2 separate regions of the Pan troglodytes genome follow, and region 1 is linked to region 2. The links are chromatin contacts, called in public Hi-C maps. All regions are on one chromosome and are shown on one strand. The core of a region is the stretch at or near the end of the contact, and the rest is flanking DNA. Distances in the headings are between cores, read along the strand shown.

Region 1 (4,145 bases), core at 1,008-3,507, 280 kb after region 2:
AAGTATGGCCAGCTGTATAGGAACATGACTGGACAAAAAGGGTAAGATCTAATGGCCGGAGTGGGGAAACCCAGCAAGGCCTGTCCGTCTAGATTCTTCTTGTCGTCTCTGAGCACGCATTCCTTCCTTCTGGGTGTGGGACAGGACCCTCTCTGGAACCAGGGTCTTATGTCCTACAGTCAAATAAGGGAGGTCAGATAATTTCTTCATGGCCAGTTTTTATACAGAAAGGTGGAGGGAAAGTTAGAGTAAAATTGTAGGTTTTATGACTAGCTTTGGGGAAAGGGGTTCTGGTTTCTATGACCCACCTTCGGGAAGAGGGATTCTAGTTTCTGCGGCTGGCCTCAGTGGCGAAAGGATTAAGAGACAGGAGGGCAGGAGAAGGTCAAAGAAAAACTTCTGTTTCTGAGGTTGCTTTCTGAGGTCTTTGTTTTAGGGTATTGTTTTCTGAGCCCAAACGGTTCAACAGAGTTTTTAGTGCCTGGCCTGCAGTAGTAAAAAGGTTTCAACAAATGTCAGCAGCGTTATTGTGGTTGTGGATCAGTATGAGGATTATATGAGATACTCTATTTGAAACTCCTGCCACACTTAGGAATTAGTATTTCAATAATTAGCATTACAGGGAGGGTTTGTTCTTAACTACTCACCTTTTCACTTGGCCACACTCCCTGTTTTTTTCTTCTAGTCCACTGCTATCTGGTAGCAGTTTCTGTGATGATAAAAATGGTCAATTATCCGTGCTGTCCAACATGGTAGACGCTAGTCACATGTGGCTGTTGAGCTCTTGAAATGTGGCTAGTGCAACTTAGGAACTGAATTTTTCATTTCAATTTTAATTAATTTCAATAGTCCACCTAGTCCCTTGATTTCTGTCTGCTTCTATCCCTGTCTAATCACCCATATTTCCTTTAGGCATAAAGTAGATTCATCTATAGGGACTTCGGTCAATCTCTACTCATTTACGCTAAGTTTTGAATAATGTTTTCTACATAGCACTTTATTGATAAATGATACATACAATCCTACCATTAAGAAATCAGAAACAGACCTGGCACAGTGGCTTATACCTGTAATCCCAACACTTTGGGAGGCCGAGGCAGGTGGATCTCTTGAGGTCAGGAGTTCAAGACCAGCCTGACCAACATGGTGAAACCCCATCTCTAATAAAAATACAAAAAACTCCTATGGGCATGGTGGTGAGCGCCTGTAGTCCCAGTTACTTGGGAGGCTGAGGCACGAGAATCGCTTGAACCTGGAAGGCGAAGGTTGCAATGAGCCAAGATCATGCCACTGCACTCCAGCCTGGGTGACAGAGTGTGATCTTGTCTCAAAAAAATTAAAATTAACAAAAAATTAAAAAGACAAAAAAGAATTCAGAAACAAATTGGATGTGTTTCCAGCATCAAGCTTCTCCACCAAGTCTGCCTTTCCTTTTATTAAGCACTTTGCAAATTTGAATGCAAGTAACTGAATAACCTTAAGAAAACCATTTGGCAGATTAGTTTAAAAGGCTGCGGCCAGGTGCAGTGGTTCAAGCCTGTAGTCCCAGCACTTTGGGAGCCTGAGGTGGGCAGATCATGAGGTCAGGAGATCAAGACCATCCTGGCTAACACGGTGAAACCCCGTCTCTACTAAAAATACAAAAAATTAGCCGGGCATGGTGGTGGGCGCCTGTAGTCCCAGCTACATTGGGAGGCTGAGGCAGGAGGATGGCGTGAACCCGGGAGGTGGAGCTTGCAGCGAGCCGAGATCGCACCACGGCATTCCAGCCTGGGTGACAGAGCAAGACTCCATCTCAAAAAAAAAAAAAAAGGCTGCTTTACACATCTGGAATGGAAAGGGGGTACTTGCTATCAAATGCCCTCCTTCACAAAATACAGCAGGGTAATTGTTGATCTGCTTCAATCTGTGTCTCCCTGCTCCAATCTGTGTCTCTCTGTGGGCCCTTGCTCAGAGATGCCACGTGGTGTCTGAACTTGACCAGACTCCCTGAGGGCAGCCACCAGTTTCTTCAGAGGCAGCAGCTGTGGGATTGAGCCCCAGAAGTGAGTTTACACTCCCTTTTCCAGGGCTTAGGATCTCTGCTTCTCTTCCCTCTGTGATAAAGCCAATTTCAACTTCAGGGTCAGGTAATCACTTGACACGTCTATCAAGGAAAAGCAATAAAACCCTAAACAATTTTGCATTAGATCATACTAGCTCTGTCTTCTCTCCCAGGGAAAGGCTGCCACCTGCTGTAAAACATCAGCACTGGGCTTTTCCAAGGTCACTGAACAACCACTTCCTCCCATACAAAATTAACGAAAGCACAACCACACTTGCCTTCGCCTCTGCATGTCAAGAGTGTAAAGAGGAGGGCAAACCAGGAGGCACTGATGTAGAACAAGAGGCAAACTCATCCATATGAATGGTGCCCAGAAGGAACTGGCATAGCCATAACTCTGAATACAAGAGCAGCCTCTCTTCAGCAATTAGCAACAAGGTATCACAAATTAGCTAATTCATAGTAACCTTTAGGAAATCTCCCATGACAGCCTCATTATTTCCTCCATCCTTCTAGTTCTGTGTACCTTTATGTATTCTCCACACCCCTAGCAAGACAGGCAGGTGAAAGGATTTGAGGAGAATAAAAACTGATCATTTTCAGGACAGCATTCCTGAGCCTTGTTCCTGATTTCCTACAAAAATCCCAAGTTGCAGCCAGGCGCAGTGGCCCATGCCTGTAATCCCAGCACTTTGGGAAGCCGAGGCAGGCGGATCACCTGAGGTCAGGAGTTTGAGACAACCCTGGCCAACATGGAGAAACCCCGTCGCTACTAAAAATACAAAAATTAGCCAGGTGTGGTGGCGCATGCCTGTAGTCCCAGCTACTTGGGAGGCTGAGGCAGAATTGCTTGAACCTGGGAGGTGGAGGTTGCAGTGAGCTGAGATCGCACCATTGCACTCCAGCCTGGGCAACAAGAGCGAAACTCCATCTTAAAAATATATATATATATTCCCAGGTTGCTCCTTGGGATTTTTGCAGGAGGCCAAAAATGGGAGCAGGCCTAGCACCGTGTCTATCTCATTGCATAAAAGCTTGAATTGTTTGTTTGTTCTGTCTTTGGTGGGGACAATGTGCCCAAGAAAAGGAAGAACATTTCCCAAACTCAGAAAAAAGAAAGCAAAGGCATTTGGGACATGCCACCCCAAAATATGCTACTTTGGTATACTAATTATTTGAAGCTGAAGATACTTGAAAGACAGCAAATGCAGGGAGAGGCTTTCTCTGAACTCTCCCTTACCTGCCTGAAGACAGATCCTCCAAAATGAACTCAGTTGTCATTAATTCCCCTCTCTGGTAGGTTAATCAACCAGGAAGATTGACTATTACAACAGGACAGAAGATTAGAAGTGGACACCACTTCTATTACATCTATAATAGAATATAATAGTTTGCTACAAACGATTCCATCTCCCTAAGGGCTCATTCTTTCCCCCAAATTATTTACCCTCTCCTAAGTTGTCCGTATCCCTCTTCTTCTTTCCCCTACGAAGACAGTATAAGCTCCCAAATCTCACCACTTTTTTGGGTATTCATTTTTTTTTCTCTTGTGATGCCCCATCCATGCAATAAATTTGTATACCTTTTCTCCGGTTAATCTGCGTATTGTCAGTTTGTTTCACAGACTCAAATTTTAAACCTAGGAGGGTAGAGGAAAAGTCTTTCCCTCCCCTGTAAAAGCAAGAATGAGGTGCTAGTATAGGGCCCATCATTTTATGCCCCAGAGCCTCCTCTTCCTTCTCCATTCTCCACTCCCACCCTGAGACCATTCACCATCCATCAGCTACTGTGGTCTACCCCCCAACACAACTTTTAAGAGTAGGTTTTGCTTACCATTATCTTCCTGCAAAGGGTACTCACGACTCTAAACTCCTCTCCCTGAATTGTGCCGTTGTATCTGGGAATTTATCAAACTTCAAGAATTCCTTAGGGATTCCAATGTTGAGTAAACTCAAATATAAACAAGCTGACATTTACAACTAAATATCCAATATCCAAAAAGTTTACAATATAAGAAAAATAAGGCCAAACACCAATAACTTCTAAGCAAAAATAGCCGAAAGACAAATGCCTTGCTGCCTGGTTTTTAGCCTTGTAGAAT
Region 2 (4,176 bases), core at 571-3,070:
TCTTTTCCCCAGTTTGGTTTTTGTCCCAAAGTGGGACAAAGAAAGAGGATTGAACATTGTCCTGGGTATGTTTGATCTTCTAGAAGAGCATATTGGCCTATTTCATTTAATTCAGATGAAAAGACCAGCTTGTCTTTGAGATCACACTCTAATTTCATCAGAGCTGTCATGTGAGAACAGAAGAGAAGCTACCCACAGCCTTCCTCCTTCCCTTCCCCACTCCTCCCCTCGCTCACCCCCACCCTCCCGGCCCACGGCTTCCTGAAACTGTTAGATCAACACAGAAACACCTGAAGCCCATTGACCCTCACAAGGCAAAAGCCAAAGGCTGCCAGGGCCATCTTAAGATGCCGCACGAGAACAGCAGCTCCCTGGCAGGCAGCACAGACCTGAAAGAAAATGCGTTCTCCCACTGGCCCCCAGCCTTTCAAAACTGCGTGTGCGCACGCGCCTGCTTTCTGTCATCCATTCACATCACCACTGTTAGAAACTTCCATAAATGCTCAACTGAAGCGCTTCTGTCAGAGACAAGGAGCAGAGTTGTTTCTGGAGAGCACAGCAGGTGTATGTTCCATTCGCAAATCAGATGGAAAAGACAGACAATAGCAATCTTGTCTCTGAATAAGCCCTTGCTTAAAAGTTGCCCTTAGCTAATGTGGGCACGTTGACTGTTGGATCTTGGTGCCCATGTAGGGCCTGGCACGTGGTAGGTGCTTGGTAAATATTAGCTGAGTGAATAAATGAATGACTCACTCTTCTTCAAAAACTTTCAGGAGCTTCTCAATGGTATGGAAAAATGACATGATTCTAAAATCTGGTATTGGGGATCCTGCAATCAGATGCCTGCCTGCCTTGCACGCCTGGTCCCATGTTGCCAGGCTGGAGTGCACTGGGCCGATCTCGGCTCACTGCAACCTCTGCCTCCCGGGCTCAAGCGATTCCCCTGCCTCAGCCTCCTGAGTAGCTGGGACTACAGGCACATGCCACCACACTTGGCTAATTTTTTGTATTTTAGTAGAGATGGGGTTTCACCATGTTAGCCAGGATGGTCTCGATCTCCTGACCTTGTGATCCGCCCACCTCGGCTTCCCAAAGAGCTGGGATTACAGGCATGAGCCACCATGCCTGGCCAAGACTCTGCCTTTCTAACAAGTTCCCAGACGATGCTGATGGTGCTGGCCCAGGACCACATCTTGCGCATATCACTCACCCTGCATCCCACCAGTTGGTCAAGGTCCTGCTCAGATGCTACCGTTTTTGTCAACAAAACTGGGCACACTAGCAAAAAATGCACCCCCCCGCCGCCCACTCACCTCACTGCTACACCCCTCTGTGCCTGCCAAGACACTTTGTATCTGAGCTATTTGGCTGTGTCTCCCTGACCTCAGGGGCCTAAAGTTCTCATGCCTTTCCCCGTACCCCACAGAATCTCATTTAGTGCAGCCGGGGACACGCTGCCAGCTGGGGCAGATTCCGTTCCATTCACTGGGACCTTAAAGAACTTCAGACTCCTTGATGCAGCACTCAGCCCTGGGGGTCCAAAGATGCATGACGCCCAGAGACTGCCCTTGAGATGAACATCTATTTTCTGGGTTATATTCACTGCTCACTGAGCCCACTCTGCTGTCCTTCCAGCTGCTGGCCTGGGGCATGACTGACCTGAGCAGACCACGGGATGTCCTCCCTGATCTAAACCAGTGGGAGGTTCCTCTCACTAATACACAGCTCCAAGTTCTCGGCTTGCCTTGCTGTCTTTGAGACTCAGAAGGGAGGTGTTACTTTCGGTGGTAAGCCACAATATGTAATTCACAGAGGGCATGTAAGAGGCAGGTGAAAGATGTTTTGCAGCCTGTTTAAATGTCAGTGACTAAGACCCAGGGGTGCTCTGAGAACATTCTCACTTCTCAGTTGTGGGCACCTAAAAGGTTACTGTCCACCCAGTTCTCCTGCCACGTGGACTTACGGCATCACGGCCTCACATCCTCATGGGACCAATGGCAAATTATGGAACCTCAACTCAGGCTGCTTAAGTAAAATGGGAACTCTTTGCTCACCTCTGTGGCTTGGCCCAAGGTGACTCAGAATTGAAAAAGAAGCTATAGGAATCCGGGATTTAGGAACCATGTCTGGTCTCACACATGCCAGGACTCTCTCTCTGTCTATCCCATTCTCATCTCTGCATGTCCCTGTATGTGGGCCTAACTCTCTCTTGCTGCATTCAGGAGAAGGGGTACCATGCCCACCGAGGCAGTGTGGAATGGAAGGGGGACTGTTCTCCAAAGGAGATAGGAGTGCTAGACAGACCCAAACCAGACATCCATTCCAAATGGTTAGCAAATGTTAAGTCTTTGTCACAAGTTAGGCACTCTGCTGTTTTACATATATGATCTCATTTAATCCCCAAGCTGACTCTATGAGTCAAGTATGGCATTTGCTGGTCTGACAAATAAAAAGGCATGACACAAATCATACCTCAGTCCCTTCTACCAGCTCCAGTGTTGGCTTTGGGACAGCCAGAAGATATGACCTGGATGGGAGAATGCATTTCCTTTGGAAATAAGCATATTGTCCTAGAAAGGGGGCCTAAAAGCCAATGCTTTAGCTCTGGTTGTCTCTGTATCAGTAGTTATGAGGCTAACACCATCAATGTCAAGTTGTTAATTTTGGATAATTTAGATCTCTCTATTAAACCATCATTTCTCTGTGAATCTACACCGAAGGAAGAGAAGTCTCATCAAGAAAATCAAAGGGGTTTCCTCCACTGTCTCACCCAGCCAAGACACATATCCTTTGGGATAGCATTTAAGAAGATAGATGATCCGATTAGATGAGGATAAGCCATGGGATTCTCCCTCCAGACCATCTGCCATCTGGAGATGTTTTCATGGATCCTAGGACCCTACCCAAAAAAAGGACTCCTCCTCTCCAGCTTTATTTCTGTGACCACTTCTTGCCTATATTTTCTCTAAGAAGAAATGAGAGTTGAGACTTGCTCACAACTTTACCATTAAGAGAAAATAAATCATAACAGAGCCTGGTCACCACCCGTCTGAGTGGTCCCCCGACCCACCAGGGGCGTGGCTCCTTGGCTGCTGAGATTCTCAAGGCTGAGAGCAGCCCCTCCAGTGTTCCTACCTGACTGGGGACTTCGTGCAGCCGCAGGCTCTGCCTCTTCTGCTCTCCATTACATCCTGACTCACAGCACAGTGGCTGGCACACAGCAGGTGCCCAAGAAATGTTTGTTAAACAAATGAATGATATTCCATTCTCCAGTGATAACTCAAACAACAATTGAAATCAGTTGGTGACTCCAAGCCAAGGTCACTGTGCTGAACATTATAGTTATATAGTTATATCAAATTCCTCAGAGACATCCATGGTTTTTCTCCCTGGTCAGTTCTTAGGGCTCTGTTTTTGGTTTCATCAATGCAAATGCCAACTCTTTATGTAAATATTGTCATAAATTCCTTCTCAATATTCTGCCGTGCATTTGTTCAATATAAATGTGCTGATCACAGGCTTCAAATCTGGGTCAAAGAATATTTGACTGAAGTCAGACAACCAGAGCCCCAGCTCTATGACCACTAGCAAATGCCAGTATTTACTGAGCACTTACTATGTGCCTGACACTTTATATGCATAATCTCATTTAATCCTCAAGATAATCCTATGTAAATGGTGCCGTCATCATCTTGATTTTATCCATGAGGAAAGTAGAGTTTCTAGGGTGTAAGGACCTAGCTCATTGCCACATAGCCACATGGTAACTACTTAGTTCAAGGCAGAGTTAGGACTCAAACTCATCTGACTGACTCCAGTGCCAGTGCTTTCAAATCAATCTGTAGCATTGCAAGTCACTTAACTTCCCTGCACCTCTGTTTTATTTTCCTTCTAATGGGGATAAAAATCATCTCGCAATTGTAGACTGATGCATTGTGTACACCGTAAAGCACCACACACCTTTTGAGGTTAACATTGCCATTGCCCCCAATCAAAGCAGGGTGTGAGAAGGCACCACTAGATTAATCAATGCTTCTCTTCCCTTAGGCATCTTGCCAGCGCTTCAGCAATCAACAGACATTACCCAACACCGACTTTGTGCCATTCACACAAAGATGAATAAGAGGGCGCCCTTGCCCTCAAGAAGCCCACAATCTTATGAGCATCTCCACTAGT

Evidence for each region. Hi-C and Micro-C count contacts between places; a contact is called where the count stands out from the background.
Region 1: a contact with region 2 is called in a Hi-C map of a lymphoblastoid cell line, with 4 times the contacts expected there. The contact joins two enhancer-like sites. A contact is called at or near these places in 5 of 7 Hi-C or Micro-C datasets (blood, induced pluripotent stem cells, a lymphoblastoid cell line and 1 more) and 1 of 1 other capture datasets (stem cell-derived neural stem cells).

The regions. Positions count from the first base shown.
Region 1 is chr12:58,674,049-58,678,193 of NHGRI_mPanTro3-v2.0_pri, forward strand. The region is part of intron 3 of LOC134807899 (a long non-coding RNA gene); the gene reads left to right. Among named protein-coding and RNA genes, the nearest start is that of VPS54, 30 kb to the right of the region's middle. Within about 2 kb of position 2,258, at least 5 of the 24 cell types and tissues checked have an H3K27ac peak or open chromatin away from gene starts, as enhancers often do. A contact at or near this core is called in a lymphoblastoid cell line, where this site is marked.
Region 2 is chr12:58,395,136-58,399,311 of NHGRI_mPanTro3-v2.0_pri, forward strand. No RefSeq gene overlaps it. Among named protein-coding and RNA genes, the nearest start is that of LGALSL, 130 kb to the left of the region's middle. Within about 2 kb of position 1,821, at least 5 of the 24 cell types and tissues checked have an H3K27ac peak or open chromatin away from gene starts, as enhancers often do. A contact at or near this core is called in a lymphoblastoid cell line, where this site is marked.